Linked DNA regions of Sus scrofa: region 2 is linked to region 1. A link is a contact called in public HiChIP or PLAC-seq data. All regions are on one chromosome and are shown on one strand. The core of a region is the stretch at or near the end of the contact, and the rest is flanking DNA. Distances in the headings are between cores, read along the strand shown. Region 1 holds the start of CFD (complement factor D). Region 2 holds the start of PTBP1 (polypyrimidine tract binding protein 1).

Region 1 (6,937 bases), core at 1,371-3,870:
TGCTGTGAGCTGAGGTGTAGGTTGCAGATGTGGCTTGGGTCCTGCGTTGCTGTGGCTGTGGTGTAGTCTGGCAGCTGTAGCTTTGATTCGACCCCTAGCCTGGGAACCTCCATATGCCACAGGTGTGGCTCTAAAAGGTTGGGGGAAAAAAAAAAAGGTTTCACTTGCTATTTTCCGCAGTCCTTTTGGACTGTCCACTTCGTGTGCTCCCACAGGCAATGTGAAAGTAGTGAAGGTGGTCGGGGAGTTCCCGCTGTGGTGCAGTGGGTTAAGAATCTGACTGTAGCCACTCGGGTCACTGCTGAGGTGCAGGTTCTATACCTGGCTCAGTGGGTTGTTGCCAGCTGCAGCTTGGATTTAGTCCCTGGCTAGGGAACTTCCATATGCCACTGGTGTGGCCATTAAAAAAAATAATAATAAAAGGTTCAGATGCAGGAATGGATGACTTTATTGCTAAGCCTGGTGACCACCGCCCTGTCCCTTAGGTCCTCCTTAGGCGGCTGCGCTGTCAGCCATCACTCCGTCGATCCAGGCCACGTAGCTCGCCAAGCGCGTGTAGATGCCGGGTTTCTTGCGGTTGCCGCAGACTCGGGAGCCTGAGGTAACCACTCCCTCGGCCACACCCCCGCACACCAGCGGGCCTCCGGAGTCGCCCTGCGTGGGGCGGGGGCTTGAGAGCTGGGTCCAGGCCAGGCTCAACCTGAACCTGCTGCAATTCCGCTCATCCCTACAGCCCCAACAGGCTCTCTCGCTCAGCAATCTTCCCAGGCCCAGCCCATCAAGGCGCCGCCTCCCAACTTTCAGCTCTGCCCCTCAAGCTTTACTCCGCCCTTTGTCTGAGTTCAGCAGCCCCCGCCTCCGACCCTGCCCCATTCCTAGCCCTCTCCATGCCCGCCCTGGCTTTGTCTTTATCTGCACCCTCTCCCAGATCCCACCTCCCCTCTCAACTCTGCCACGCCCACCCAGCCCTCACTTCTCAGGCCACGCTCACGCTGTAGAGCCTGGCCACTCTCTAAGCTCCCCACATGCCCGCCCCCTCTCAGCCCTCCCGCCCTCGCACCTTGCAGCTGTCCCGACGGTTGCTCTCCGCGCACATCATGCGCTCGGTGATGGTGCCATCGTGGTATGTGCGCAGGTTGCAGGTGGTGCGGTCCAGCACCGGTAGGAGCAGGTGCTGCAGACGGTCGGGCCGGCGGCCAGTGTGACTGACCACTCCCCAGCCGGCCACGTCGCAGAGCGTGCCTGCCGGAACCTCGTGGTCCTCTCGTTGCCAGGCAAGGGGCTGCACGGCAGGGCCCAGCTCGGCCTTCTCGGAGAGCTGAGGGTGGGGGCGGAAGCGAGCGTTAGGGGCAGCGCAGCCCCCAGTGCAGCTGGAGGGACTGCGGCTAGACTTAGCAGACCTTCAGCAGGAGGAGATCATGGTCGATGGTGTCAGGCTGGCTGTCTGGGTGGGGCACGGCGCGGAGCACGTCGTACAGGCGCTTCGAGGGCTCGGGCTGTGACAGGGAGTGCGCACCCAGGAGAACCTGCAGCTTCCCCTCGGCCCTGGAAGTGGAGTGGGCTCACATCAGAGCCATGTCCCCACCCGACACCCAATTCCCCCATTCCGCTCTTGGTCCTGGGCCACTCACACGTCCTCCAGGCAGTGTGCTGCACTCAGCACCCACTGCTCAGACACCAGGAAGCCTCCGCACACGTGCTTGCCGTTCACCTGCACCGATGCCATGTAGGGTCTCTCGTGGGACTTGGCCTCCTGGCCACCCAGGATCCGGCCACGGGGCTGTGCCACTGGAGGATGCAGGTCCGAGTGAGGGTGACTGCAGCCCAGACCTCAGATTCCCTCTAAGAGAGCGGCTCTGGCACCCTCAGACTGAAATTCCTTCCTTGGGATCCTCCCCAAAGAGTTGCAAACTCTGGGGGCCCAGGGAGGGATGCTGAAGAAGACAGACCGGGCGGTGGGGAGTGACAGTCTGGGGCAGACTCCGCGTACCTACACACTGGGCCCTAGAACTTCAATATAGACACAGACAAGTGGGGCTGATCAGACCCAACATCCTGCCAGCCGTTTGCTCCCAGCCTGGGCTTTCTGTTGTAGAACCAGAGGCTCTCTGAACTCACTAGATTCAAAGTTTTGAGAATTGCTTGGTTTTCAGAGCCTTCTGTTCATGTGGACCCTGCCCCCTCTCTGCCCACCTAGTGGGGCTGGAGGGCCATCCTCTTGAGCGGAGGGGTCCATGGCTGACTGCGCTGCAGGCTAGGGGCCCCCAGCTGGCACCCCAGTCCCGGGTCCACTCACCACATACAGCTGCTCCGAGGAGGATCAGGGCTGCCAGGTGCCCGGAGCGGTCTGCCATGATGCTGCTGTGGCCTCAACAATGGCCCAGGGCAGGGCTCTGGGGTTCTTTTATGAGGGTGGAACGGGGTGGGGGGGGAGCTCCCACAGGTCCTATCTGCCAAGTGGGCAGTGGCCCAGCTGAACAAAGGGAAGCCGTCCACGCCCTTCTCTCCCCCCACTTCCCCCGCCACAGTGCTGTGATTATCTTCCCCTAGACTTTGTACCAAGAGTAGATGGGCTGCTGGACCTGCCTGCCACCTCTGTCATTCTGTGGGAAGAGCCCCTCAGGATGGGCGGTGGGCAGAGCAGAGGGATGGACCCACCCACCCACCCACCCTGACCCCCAGCCCAGTCTCCCAGAGTGCCCTTCCAGCCCCAGAGTTTCGCAACAGCAGCTGGAGAGCAAGCCCAGTTTGTAAACAACCCACTTCCTCATTTTCTGCCCCTCCCTTCTTTCCCTTCCTCCTGCAACTTGGAGCTGAGGTCGGGTGGGGGGGAAGGTCATCCAACGCCCTTGTCCACATTGCTGTGACTCTGGGGCTTGACACCCTTTAAGTAGAATATTGTTGATGAGTAGGGACAGCTGGAAAGACTGTTGCATACAAGTGACAAAAAAATGGAGTGTAAGGGGCTGGAACCTTCAACAAGAAAATTTAAATGGAAAGTTTATGGGTCTACCTTCAGGTGTAGCTTAATCCAGGCACCTGAACAATGTTTTGTTTCTTTTTTTCCTCCTTGATGGGTTGTCTCCTCAGCAGTCTCCCCTGTTGTGGCCTCAGGGGCCCTAGACTCAGACCAATGGCCCAGTTATTCCCTCTGCCAATTCCCCATCACTCTAGCCAGCATCTCAAGGCGGCCTCTGATTGGTTGAGTTTGGATCTCATGCCCCTAAAGCAGCCATTGTGGGTTGGCAGGTTCTGATGAGCAGAACCTGGGTCACATGGTTCTCTGTAAGCTGGGGATGGTGGGTCAACATCTCATGAACCTCTTCGGGGGAGATGCTGTGTGTAACCACAAGGGTGGGGAGGACCGTGAACGTCCCCAGGAGGAACAGTGCATGGTATTTTCTCCTTTCCTTCTTTTTTCTTCATGGTGGACCATTTCACACATACAGAGAAAAATAGAAAACAGCATAACAAATGCAATTTGTTAGACCCTAAAATGTTTCCTTGCTCAAATCAGAAACTCTAAAACAAAAGCCCATTGGAATGTGGAGTGCAGATTATGTAAGTAAAAGGATTGGAAATTGCAGCAAAATTTGGAAATTACCCAAAAAGACAGAATGGTTCAGTAAATAACCCTGCAGATCCTGGGATGCTTTGTTGACATGGAAAGACCGCCAAGATATCGTATTAAGTGGAAAAAGCAGTTGTAGGGCAGTGGGTCACCTGCCTGAGCAGCTGGCCCTTGTGGGGAGAGGTGTTCTGAGGACAACCTTAGGGAGAAGCTGGAAGGCAGAGGGAACAGCACTAGTTAAGACCCTGAGGTGTCCCAAGGCAAAAGGTTGGGGAAGTGGAGGAAGGATTGTTTCCGTACCCAGTGAGGCCGAGACTGGCCTGGACCCCAACCCCTGATTGGGTCCTCCCCAGACAGTGCCTCAGTCTTCCCCATGGGGAACTGAGAATCAGAGAAACAGTGAGCAATTTGCCCAAAGTCACAGAGCTGGGACTCGAACCCAGGCCCTGGAGCATGACTTTACAGTTCTTTGCATCTCTACTTCCTCGCCTGTAAAACAAGGCACTTATATAAGAACTACTTTAGGGGCTGGAGCCAGAAACAGATGAGTGAAGATTGCAAAGATTCAGAATGATCCTTGTGACTCAGAATGAACACCTGCTATAGTGCTTTGCATTCTTGCCACCTGCAACAAGAGTCTAATGACATTTTATAGGAGGGGAAGCCAGAAACGGCTACTGGTATCCTTTAGTGAAGTATGAGGAAGGGACTTTTTATCTTGGTGCACTAAATTTGCTGCTACTTGGTAGCAGCGTACTTGTGACATGCTCAAGACATTCACCTGAGGACTTCTGACACTCAGTTGCACAACCAACAAACACCCAGGCACATTCTACAAAACAGGGTTTTTATTGTGTCAGATGCTGCATGATGCTGCATGGGAAGAGCCCAGCCGGGGGGAGTGGGGTAACAGGGGCCGCCTTTCTAGAGGGTCCTGCCCACAGGGATCCTGGGGTGGAGAGGCGGGCTGTCATTATCACCATAGCGTCGGATAATGGAGTTGATCCAGTCTGCAAACTTGGCGGTGGAGGCAAAGGTGTCTGGGAAGAGCCCAGAGCCACAGCCCCCCCGGATGAAGGAATCTATCCCCTGGACCAGCCCATTGCAGACCAAGGGCCCGCCGGAGTCCCCCTGTGGAAGCAGACAAGTTTGGGAGGCTGGGCTTTCAGGCCCCACCCTAACATCCCCACCCACTGCCCTTCAGGAGCTGGAAGTTCTTCCAGGGGTCTTGGTTGCTGCAGCCTGGGTGGGAGCAAGGGGTGGGTTGTGGGAACGCAAGATACGTACAAAGCAGATGCCAGCCTGCCGGCCTGGTACCAGGGTGCACACATTGGTGGGGCGGCAGAGGGCTGTCACCACAGTCACATTGAGCTGCTGCAGGACTCGGGGCGGTGGCCGGTTCGTGCCCAGCTGGCCCCAGCCCATGGCCAGACATCGCACCCCTTCCCCCACGCCTTGGTCCTGAGCAGGTAGCTGGGCCACCTGCACGTTGCTATTGATGAAGGCAAATCTGTTGAGCTGCAGCAGGTTGTACAGAGCAGTGGCAGGTCACAGGAGGCAGTGAACAACAACCTTCATCTTTCTGGGCCCCAAGTTTTCCCCCACCCAGGGCTCCACCATGGTCCTGGGATATCTGAGAGCCAGATATCCACCCTGCAGGATGGTTCCCACCCTTTCCTGTTTGTAAAGTGCGAGCAGCCACTGTGACCCAGGGCATCCCCAGACATGTTTTGAGTCCAGTAAACAGTAGGTACTCAAGAAAACAAAACTATGGGTAACACCACCAGCAATAAAGCCATTGTTCTAGAACTTTACAGAAAATAACCATAGCTATTCAAGCAGTGGGGAAGGACAGTTCTCTCCCTCCAGTCTCCTATTCACATGAACGTGGAGAATTTTGACCCTATTTCCACGGACCAAGAGGTCCCTGCGCCTCATCCCTGTGGGCTCCAGAAATACTATCCTTATTGATTGACAGTTGCTCAGAGCTTCCCTGCTGTCCTGGCATCTGACTTATTTCCGTCTCACAGAGGGGAAGACTGAAGCACAGAGAGATGGGACACCAGGCCTGTCCTCACCGTGTCCCCAGTCTCCTGCCCATGCTCCGCCCTCCCCAAACTAAGCTGGGCCTTTGCACCTGCCAGTTCTTCCCCACCCGCGCCTCGCACCTGGAGAACCACAATGTCGTTCCGCAGGGTCATGGGGTCGAAGCCGTTTTCAAAGACCCGCTGGATTCTGAACTTCTGCCTGGTGGACTCGCCCCGTCGCAGGTTGTGTGCCCCCAGAACCACGCGCACGGACCGAAAGTTTCTGGGGCAGGAGGAGGCGATTGAGTCGTCACCCGTGCGGGCGCAGGGGTCCCATAGAGCCGCGCACCTCGGCCGAGGCCCCCAGCCCCGGCCCCGCGAAAACTGGAAACTGAGGTTGCGGGGGTGGGGGTACACTCACAAGCCGTTCAGACAGTGCGCGGCCGACAGGACGAAGTTCCGCGCTATGAGGGTGCCGCCGCAGAAGTGGCTTCCGCGCCGCTGCAGGGACGCCATGAAGGGCCATGCATGTGGCCTGGCCGGCCGGCCCCCCACGATTTCCGAGGCCAGCGCGGGGCCTGGGGGCGCAGGCGGTGGGGGCGGTGAGCCGCGCGGAGGAGCCCCGCCAAGGTCAGTCGGCCAGTGAACCCCCACAAGGCAGCCACCCTGTCCCTAGAGGGGAGTGGCCTGCATGGTCCCCCTGCAGGGCGCAGCTAGAGCTTTAGACTTCACCCACTTCGAGTCCCCGGAGGGTGCCTAGAGACCCCCACCTTCCCACCTTCGAGTCCCGGGGGGGTGCCTAGAGACCCCACCTTCCCACCTTCGAGTCCCCGGGGGGTGCCTAGAGACCCCCACCTTCCCACCTCACCCCAACTGTCACTCCCCATGAGGATGAGGGACCAAGAAGGTGCAGAGTAAGAGGAGAGGCAGGACTGGATGCCCTTAGGAGACCTGCATGGCCCCACTCACCGCCCAGCAGCAGGGTCAGTAGGACCGGGGCCAGGGCAGGGCTGGAGGGTCTGCAGCTCTGGGTCATGATTGGGCTGGGGCAGCAGTGACTCTGCTCTTGGAATCCCCTTGCCCCTCTTATAACCCCCCTGCCTCGAGGCCGTTGAGGTTGCCCCATGGTGGGGCCAGGTGCCCCCACTTCCTCTCCGCCCTCTCCCAGTGCAGGGGATATGGGGGATGAGGGAGTGGTGGGAAGAATCCGGGAGGAGGACGGGAGCAGGGGGTCAGGCTGGCTCCAGAAGGTCACCAGATAAAACTCAGGACGCACAATACAATTGGAATGTCAGATAAACTTTTTTTTTTTTTAAGTGTAAGTATATCCCAAATATTG
Region 2 (6,937 bases), core at 3,146-5,645, 51 kb after region 1:
AGTCCAAAAAAGGATAGCAATGCAGGCTGCTCATGAACTGGGGTGTGATATTAACAAAGTAAAACATTAAAAATCACCAACCAGAACAAGCTGACATGACCTGTCTCAACTTGAACTCACCTGGGCACTTCAAGGCTCAGGGCAGCCAGACCAGTCTCAGCCCTGAACAGAGTCACCCAGAGTGCACCTGAGCCACTGCTGCCACCAAGGGCAGGCAAGAGTACCCCCATCCAAGTCCAAGTGGTAGGAATGTGTCCTCCCATCTCAGAACTTGGAGCCCTAACCCACCCCTCCCCTCAGGCACACAACAGTTTCCTGGCTTGAGCTGGACAGAGACCCACCACAGAGCTCCCATATGCTTGCTACATGACCTTTAATAGAGCATCTTGGCTCCTATCTTTGACAGGTGGGGCCAAAATTCCCTGGGGAGGGGTGAGTCCTGGCTCTGACTATGCTCTCCTGGCAAAGTCTGGAGTGCCAACATCTACAGAATAAATCCTGCCCACTTGGTCACCCCCACCTCCCCCAAACCTCCCTCCTGGACACAGCCCCCTCCCCCCAGCACAGGGGCATCCAGGTGCAGGCAGTGACCTGTGATTCATCAGGCAATGTCCCCTTAGCTAGATACTCTGAAGAACACACTGCCCCCAACTCCCCGGCAGGGCGGGTGCATGCCATGGTGGACTGGGGTGACGGCTCTTCGCCACTAGTACTGGTGGAGCCACTGTCCATAACTGCCCAGGAATCAACTCAGTATCAACAGCAAAGGGCCCCTAAGCGTGCTTGCTACTGTAAAACCTTATCAACAGCAAAGTGCCACTGTTAACACTGCTTGAAACCAGCACTGACTTGGGGCACAGAGGCCTGAGCTCTCCACTGGGGTAGAGCCTCACGGCTTCTATCCTATTTCTATCCTAGGCCTGACTCTGGAAGCATATGTCCCCTGGGAACACAATAGGAGAACATCCCTTGGAAGAGCTTCTCCAGCTGAAAATGGCTCCCACAGAAGCAGGAGAATTGTGACTGTTACAAACGCTTCACATCAAAGTCTCTCTCCCCCTCCCGCCACCAAACAAACAGGTTTTATCTGCAGGAAGATCGGGACAGGCAGCGTGTGAAGACAAGAGTCCGTTTGGGAAAACTGAAACCAGGCCCAGGCCTCATGGCTGGCCGACCAGAAACCAGCTGGCTGCCTGCTGGGGACATGGGAGCCATCTGTAGGAGACCCAGAATCTGGTCCTGAAGAGGACACTCCAGCCAGGACACAGCCCCAGAGGACCTGTTCCTCTGGGGTGCTCACAGGCCCTGCTGTGGGGACAGAGCGCCCAGCCAGCTCCGCACCACTTGTATGTTCAAACGTCCAGGTGCTGCGCGTCTACACACAGACTGGTCTCCATTTTCCGTTACCTCGAGAAGAGTCATACAGAGTTTTTCAGAGCAAAAATTACCTGAACCGAGGACGTCATTAAAGCAACCTCTAACTACCCTAGGGCCCCAGGAGTCCTCTGATCCCACCACCCACCCTAGAAGCTGCTCGGGGTGCAAACAGATTGCAACTTTTTCAACAGACTACCAACTACAGAAGCCCTGTCACCCCATCATGCAACACCCCCCCCCAAACTGGGAACTGTGTTACCATAGCAGGACCCCATAGCTCTGAATTTTGGTGTGGGGAAAAGGGGCACGAAAAAAGTCCAGCAACACCTTGAATGCGAGAAGCCACCAGACCAGCTTGGCCAGACCTGGTGCTGGCAGGGACCAGCCTGCACACCCTCTGCCCGCTGCCCTCCACACTGCCGGGGGACACGAGCCCTGCAGCAGGGTCAGCGTGAGATCAGGGTCCAAGAAACAGGAAAGAGGAAAAGAGGGAACCACGTCCAGAAGTGCCTACCTTTGTACCAACTGCTATGTCTGGGACGATGCTGTGGAGAGAGGAGAGGAGATGTTAGCCAGGGGCGCCCGCAGGGGTCCCAGCAGGCGGGAAGGACTGTCCCTGCCCCCAGACATCCTGGGGTGCCCTGAACAGCTCTTTGCACAACTCTCTGGCAGCACATGCCCCCCACCAAAGGCCTTGGCTAACTAGCAAGTCTTGGGCAGGGAAATGAGCCGTCCACCATTTAATCTCCACTTGAAAAGGAGCCATCATTGTCCTCCAGCTCCCCTCCCTCCCAGCAGGACCCCAGGCCCCGCCTCCCGACCTGTCCAAACACAAAGATACCCCCTTCCAAAGCCCTGGGAGGGACACTTGATGCTAGAGATGTTTGAGTACTGTTGTTTGCTTTCTAGAAATCCTAGAAACTAGTAATGCTTGGGAGATGTTTTCAAAAAAAAGGGGGGGGCGCTAGTGAAAAGGCAACTCACAGGACCTGAAGTTAGAGCTCTGGCCCCAAGGGAACGAAGGGGAGGGGGGCGCACAATGGAAATGATCAAAGAGAATTAAGTTACTCATCAACCTGGCTCCCCGTGACTGGACTTTCCCTCACCCCCCTGCAGGCAGGCCGCTTGGGAAGGCTGAACTGGAGTGCAGGGTGGCCTGGGGCTCTGGGGGTGCAGTGTCCCAGCCCAAGCTACCCAACAGCAGAGCGCTCCAGTTTCTACGTATGGAACAGAAACAAACAATGTCTGAGTGACTTAAAGTCTACTCAGCAATGCCCCCGACCAGGTCATCTGGCCACCAAGGCCAAGTAGTCTCGCAAAACAAACAAAATCTCCCATGACATTATATGACATCCCCTTACCCAGTCCCTCAAGCTCAGGAAGGTGGGCTCGTATAATCCTCTGTTCAAAAGACAGAACCTACCCCTAATCCGGGCTCTCTCCACCCTCAACTACCTCTGCTGTGGGACCTCCAAACACCTCACTGGTTAGTCCCAACGATTTTTAGAAACCGTACTGAGCCAAGAAAAAAATTTCTCAGAAAAAGAATGAAAAGCACGCAGTTTCCCAACTGCTAACCCAGAGCGACTCATGGCTTCCTACTCCCGGGGAGGGCCTCGGACACAGGAAGTATTTTACATAAAATGGCCTTTCTGGAAAAGATTTCCAGCCCTTCCAAAGAGAAGGCTGGCCAAACAGAAAGCCCCCACCACCCCAACACTGACAAGAGACTGCAGATGGGACTGGGCTCCCCAAATCACACCTGGGGGAGGATGCTCCCCAGGACAGTTCTTGAGAAAGGAAGCAAAACTCGAAAACTTGACCAGACCGCCAAGAAAACACTTCCCGGCGAGATTCCACCGGCGGGCTCCTGAGCACCCTGGCTCGGGAAGGGGTTCTCTGGGCAGATCCACCCAAACCAAGCCAAGGCAGACCACGAGGAGATCAAGTTCCTCTCGCAGCAGCAATTTTTCTGAAAGACTGGCCTTAATTCAGTCTGAAACCTATCATTTCAAACCCGAAGCACCCAAAGCACGTGACCCTCAGGGCATTTTTAGTCGCCCGCCTGCCGCCCAGTCCGGCTGAAAGGAGGGCTTGCTCAAAACTCACAAACAAGATACCCAACTTCACCGCGTTCTGTCCCTTTTCCTGAAAAGAGCCCCGGCCGCCACGCGCGCCCCCGCCCCAGGTTGGTAGAGGCCTCCGGCACCTCGGCACACCGGGAGTTGCTCGGGTCGCCAACTGCCCCGCCCCCATCGCGCCCGGAGCAACGCGCCCGGGGCGCCTCCCCGGGACGCCGGGCGGGAACAAAGGGGGCGGCGGAGGACCCGCGCCCTTCTGGGCAGGAGGGCGGCGTCTTCGGCCGCGCCCGGGCCCGCGGCGGGCGGGGGAGGCCGGGGCAGAGTCCGCGCGGCGGGAAAGGCCGCGCACGCGCGCCAGAACCAACGGGGGGGGGTGTGCGAAGGATCGCGCACGCGCGGGGCCCACACGCGGCGCGCCCAGGAGGTACGGGGCGCGGGAAGGGCCACACAGGGCGGCTAGCGGAGGCCGTACAGGGCGCCGGAAGGGCCACGCAACGCGCATCAAGGGCGGCGCGTGCGCGCGGAAACCGGACGTGAAGCGGGAAGGGCCCCGCGGCCGCCGCGTGCGTTCGGGACGGGCCGCGTGGACACCGGAAGCGAACAGGGCTCGGCCAGCCACCCACCTCCCCCAGACCCCCGCCCCCTCGCGACCCCGGCAGCCTCTCCCCGGGCCGCATCCCAGACCTGGGGGAAGGGAAGGAAGACAGAAGCGCCCGGGGGCCCAGGGTGGAGGCGGAGCGGCGCGCCGGGACTGTCGTCCCGAGGAAGCCCCGGCAACGGCCAGGGGAAAGGCTGGAGAGCGAGAGGGACGGCAGAGAGCGCAGACAAGCACGACTCACCCGTCCATTGCACACACAGGAGACCCGCGGGGGACGGAGTGGAGGCGCCGGAATAGCAGGAACCGACCCAACGGCTCCGAGTTATAGACTCACAAAATGGCGGAGACGCCCGAACACGTCCCCCGCGCGCTCTGCCCATTGGCTCCCATCGCGCAGATGGGCGGGGCCAGCACCTCGGGACCCCGCCAGAGCCTCCCAATGGCTAGAAGGCCGCTCGAGGGGTGGGGCCAAACAGAATTGCAGGCGACCATTGGAGAAGGCGACCATACATCAGAGCTTGAGGCGGAAACGGCCCGTGTAGTCGGGGGAGGGGAGACAAGATGAGACCACGTGACGGCGCCTGTGCCTGTGGGCGAGCTGCCCTCCTGCGTGGGGCTTTCCGGGAGAAGCCATCTTGAGAGTGGGTACGTGGCGGGTCAGGCGGCGGGAAGCGTGCTTCCCCCAGGCTGCCGCCATCTTGCAAACGGGCATAGTCTACCTCCGCCTAGGGCGCGAGGGTAAAGAGAGGTGCGTCGCCATCTTGAGGTTGGGCAGAAAAACTATAGGGCTCCATCTTGCTTGTGGGCACCTGCCCGATGTCTGATTCCAACTCAGACGGCCCTATTGGGTTAGCGCGCGGGGATCTGGCGGTCTAACGCGTCCCAGATGCGGGTGGGCTCTTTCCACCGCTGGCCACCAAGCATGCTTCGCGATGTGGTCAGGGGTTGTCCCGACTGTCTTTTGTTCACCCCAGAGCAACGAAGCCCGACCAGGGTCCCCTCCCCTGACTGCGGGAATGGAGAAACCGAGGCCCGGGGCGCACGGTAACTCCGCCCGCCCTGTACTCTGGGAAATCGAGGCCTGGGATCCACCATCGTCGGGCGTTGAGGATGGACTGGGTCTCCATCTCATCGGCAGAACACCCCGAACTTATCCCGGGGAGTGGAGACTTAAGAGTTGATCAGGGCTGGGCGGTAGGGGTGCCCTCGGGAGGAGTGGCAGAAACCAGGGCCCGCTGAATGGGGTGAGTGGGGGAGGGGCAGACCAAGTCGAAGAGGCCAGAACCAGGGAGGCCCGTGGCAGTGGTGATGATCCGCTTTCCCAGGCTTTTGGAAGCCTCGCAGACCTTCAGTAAATAGAGGAAAATGTCGTAAATATTGTTTGCTATACACCTCGTGCTGAAAACTGGATTTTTTATTTTTTTTGGCTGTAGCTGTGTTTCGTGGATGTTCCCGGGCCAGGGATAGAACCTCTGTCACCCTGGTCTCAGCAGTCAGTAACAACCCGGGATCCTTAAATTGCTGCGCCACAGCAGAACTCTGAAAAGGGGATTTTTTAAATTTTTAGAGAGGGAGAAGAAATGATGTTTCTTATTTCCCTAAAGGGAGATCAGGCTTTTGCTCCTGCCTCTCAGGTCGGTTTTAGCTTGGGCGGAGTCATAGCAACAGCACCCCTTTCAGGGCCATGCGCAGGCCTGGACTGGGCCCAGGAGCCTTGGGGTAGGCCACTCCCGAGCCAGCGGACTTTCAGGGATTAGAGGCGGCTGCTGATTTCCACAGAGGCCTCCCACCCAGCGGTCCTTGGCTCTCTCTTTGGCCTAAGGCTATCTGAAGTCCAAGACCGGCTAATTGGGAATGTCCTGGTGGATTTCGGAGAATCCCCAACACATTCCTGGGGATTTGCTGCCTCCAGGACTGTGTCGGCCCTAGGCTCTAGGTACCACCAGACTCAGCTGCTCATTTGTTGCCTCAGTGACTAGTGCCAGCAACGGTCCCCTTGACAGCAGGCAGGGCTGATGGAGACATGGGAGTACTCCCGCCCAGCCTTATTGGTGGACCCTCCACCAGGTTCCTACCACAGCTGTAAACGGTGTTAAAACCCTCCCAGGGCTGCTGTCTTGCCCAGAACTCGACCTTGTGGCCGGGTAGACCCCAGACCCCACATATTCAAACGCCCTTCTAGTTTCTGACCTCATTTACCCAGGCCTCCTTTGCAAGGCTATTCCCTTCCAGAAGGTTCTTGCCTGAACCTGCAGGACTCCCTCATTTGTTCCCTGTGCTGGGGCATTGGCATGAAGTCCCCCACATCAAAACGCCTCCCCGGACATCTCCCTTAAAATGTCTGGGGAGTTCTTTCCTGCTTCTCACTGGAGCTCCTTGCTATAGCAGGAAGTCAGGTCAGTGTCACTAGAAAACACTGGGACACGGAAAACGAGGAGTTAGAGGCGGCCCCTGCCCGGATCAGAATCCACCACTGTTACCACACAAATGCTACAAACCAGGTGGTGCAAAGCAACACAGAATTATTCCTGCTCAGTTCTGGAGGCCAAAACCAAGTCGCCGACAAGGCCATCCTCCCTCCAGAGGCTCCAGGGAAGGTCCTACCTGCCTCTTCCAGTTCTAGGGTTTCCAGGTGTCCTTGGCTTGTGGTCTCATCCCTCCAGTCCCCGCCTCCTGTCACATGGTCCTCATCTCCCTATTTTTCAGTCCCTCCCTGTGTCTTTAAAAAGGACCTTTGTCATTGGATTTAGAGGCCCCCAGGCTCATCTCATCTCAAGGCCCTTAATCACATCTGCAACCACCCTTCCGCCAGGTAAAGAGTTCCCTCAGAACCCAGGGCTCTCAGGTTCATTTTGGGGACACATCATTTGGGGAGACACCC

Evidence for each region. HiChIP or PLAC-seq counts read pairs in DNA pulled down with a chosen protein or histone mark.
Region 2: a contact with region 1 is called in an H3K27ac HiChIP or PLAC-seq map of alveolar macrophages. The contact joins the promoter of PTBP1 here to the promoter of CFD in region 1. A contact is called at or near these places in 1 of 5 promoter capture datasets (fetal liver), 3 of 47 Hi-C or Micro-C datasets (embryonic fibroblasts, mesenteric adipose tissue and skeletal muscle) and 2 of 2 datasets of contacts at active chromatin or transcription factors (alveolar macrophages and skeletal muscle).

What each region holds. Positions count from the first base shown.
Region 1 is chr2:77,509,368-77,516,304 of Sscrofa11.1, forward strand. CFD (complement factor D) reads right to left here and starts at 2,621. Exons shown (of 5, transcript XM_013994801.1): 1 at 2,297-2,621; 2 at 1,632-1,788; 3 at 1,401-1,545; 4 at 1,061-1,318; 5 at 425-654. The coding sequence starts at 2,354. The coding sequence ends at 493. The region is part of intron 15 of MED16 (mediator of RNA polymerase II transcription subunit 16); the gene reads left to right. ELANE (neutrophil elastase) reads right to left here and starts at 6,751. Exons shown (of 5, transcript XM_003122986.4): 1 at 6,568-6,751; 2 at 6,020-6,176; 3 at 5,740-5,881; 4 at 4,859-5,089; 5 at 4,402-4,702. The coding sequence starts at 6,724. The coding sequence ends at 4,496.
Region 2 is chr2:77,558,721-77,565,657 of Sscrofa11.1, forward strand. PTBP1 (polypyrimidine tract binding protein 1) reads right to left here and starts at 4,396. Exons shown (of 15, transcript NM_214231.2): 1 at 4,298-4,396; 2 at 1,892-1,922. The coding sequence starts at 4,305. It overlaps LOC102159224 (a long non-coding RNA gene), which reads left to right and starts at 4,597. Exons shown (of 2, transcript XR_001307040.2): 1 at 4,597-6,868.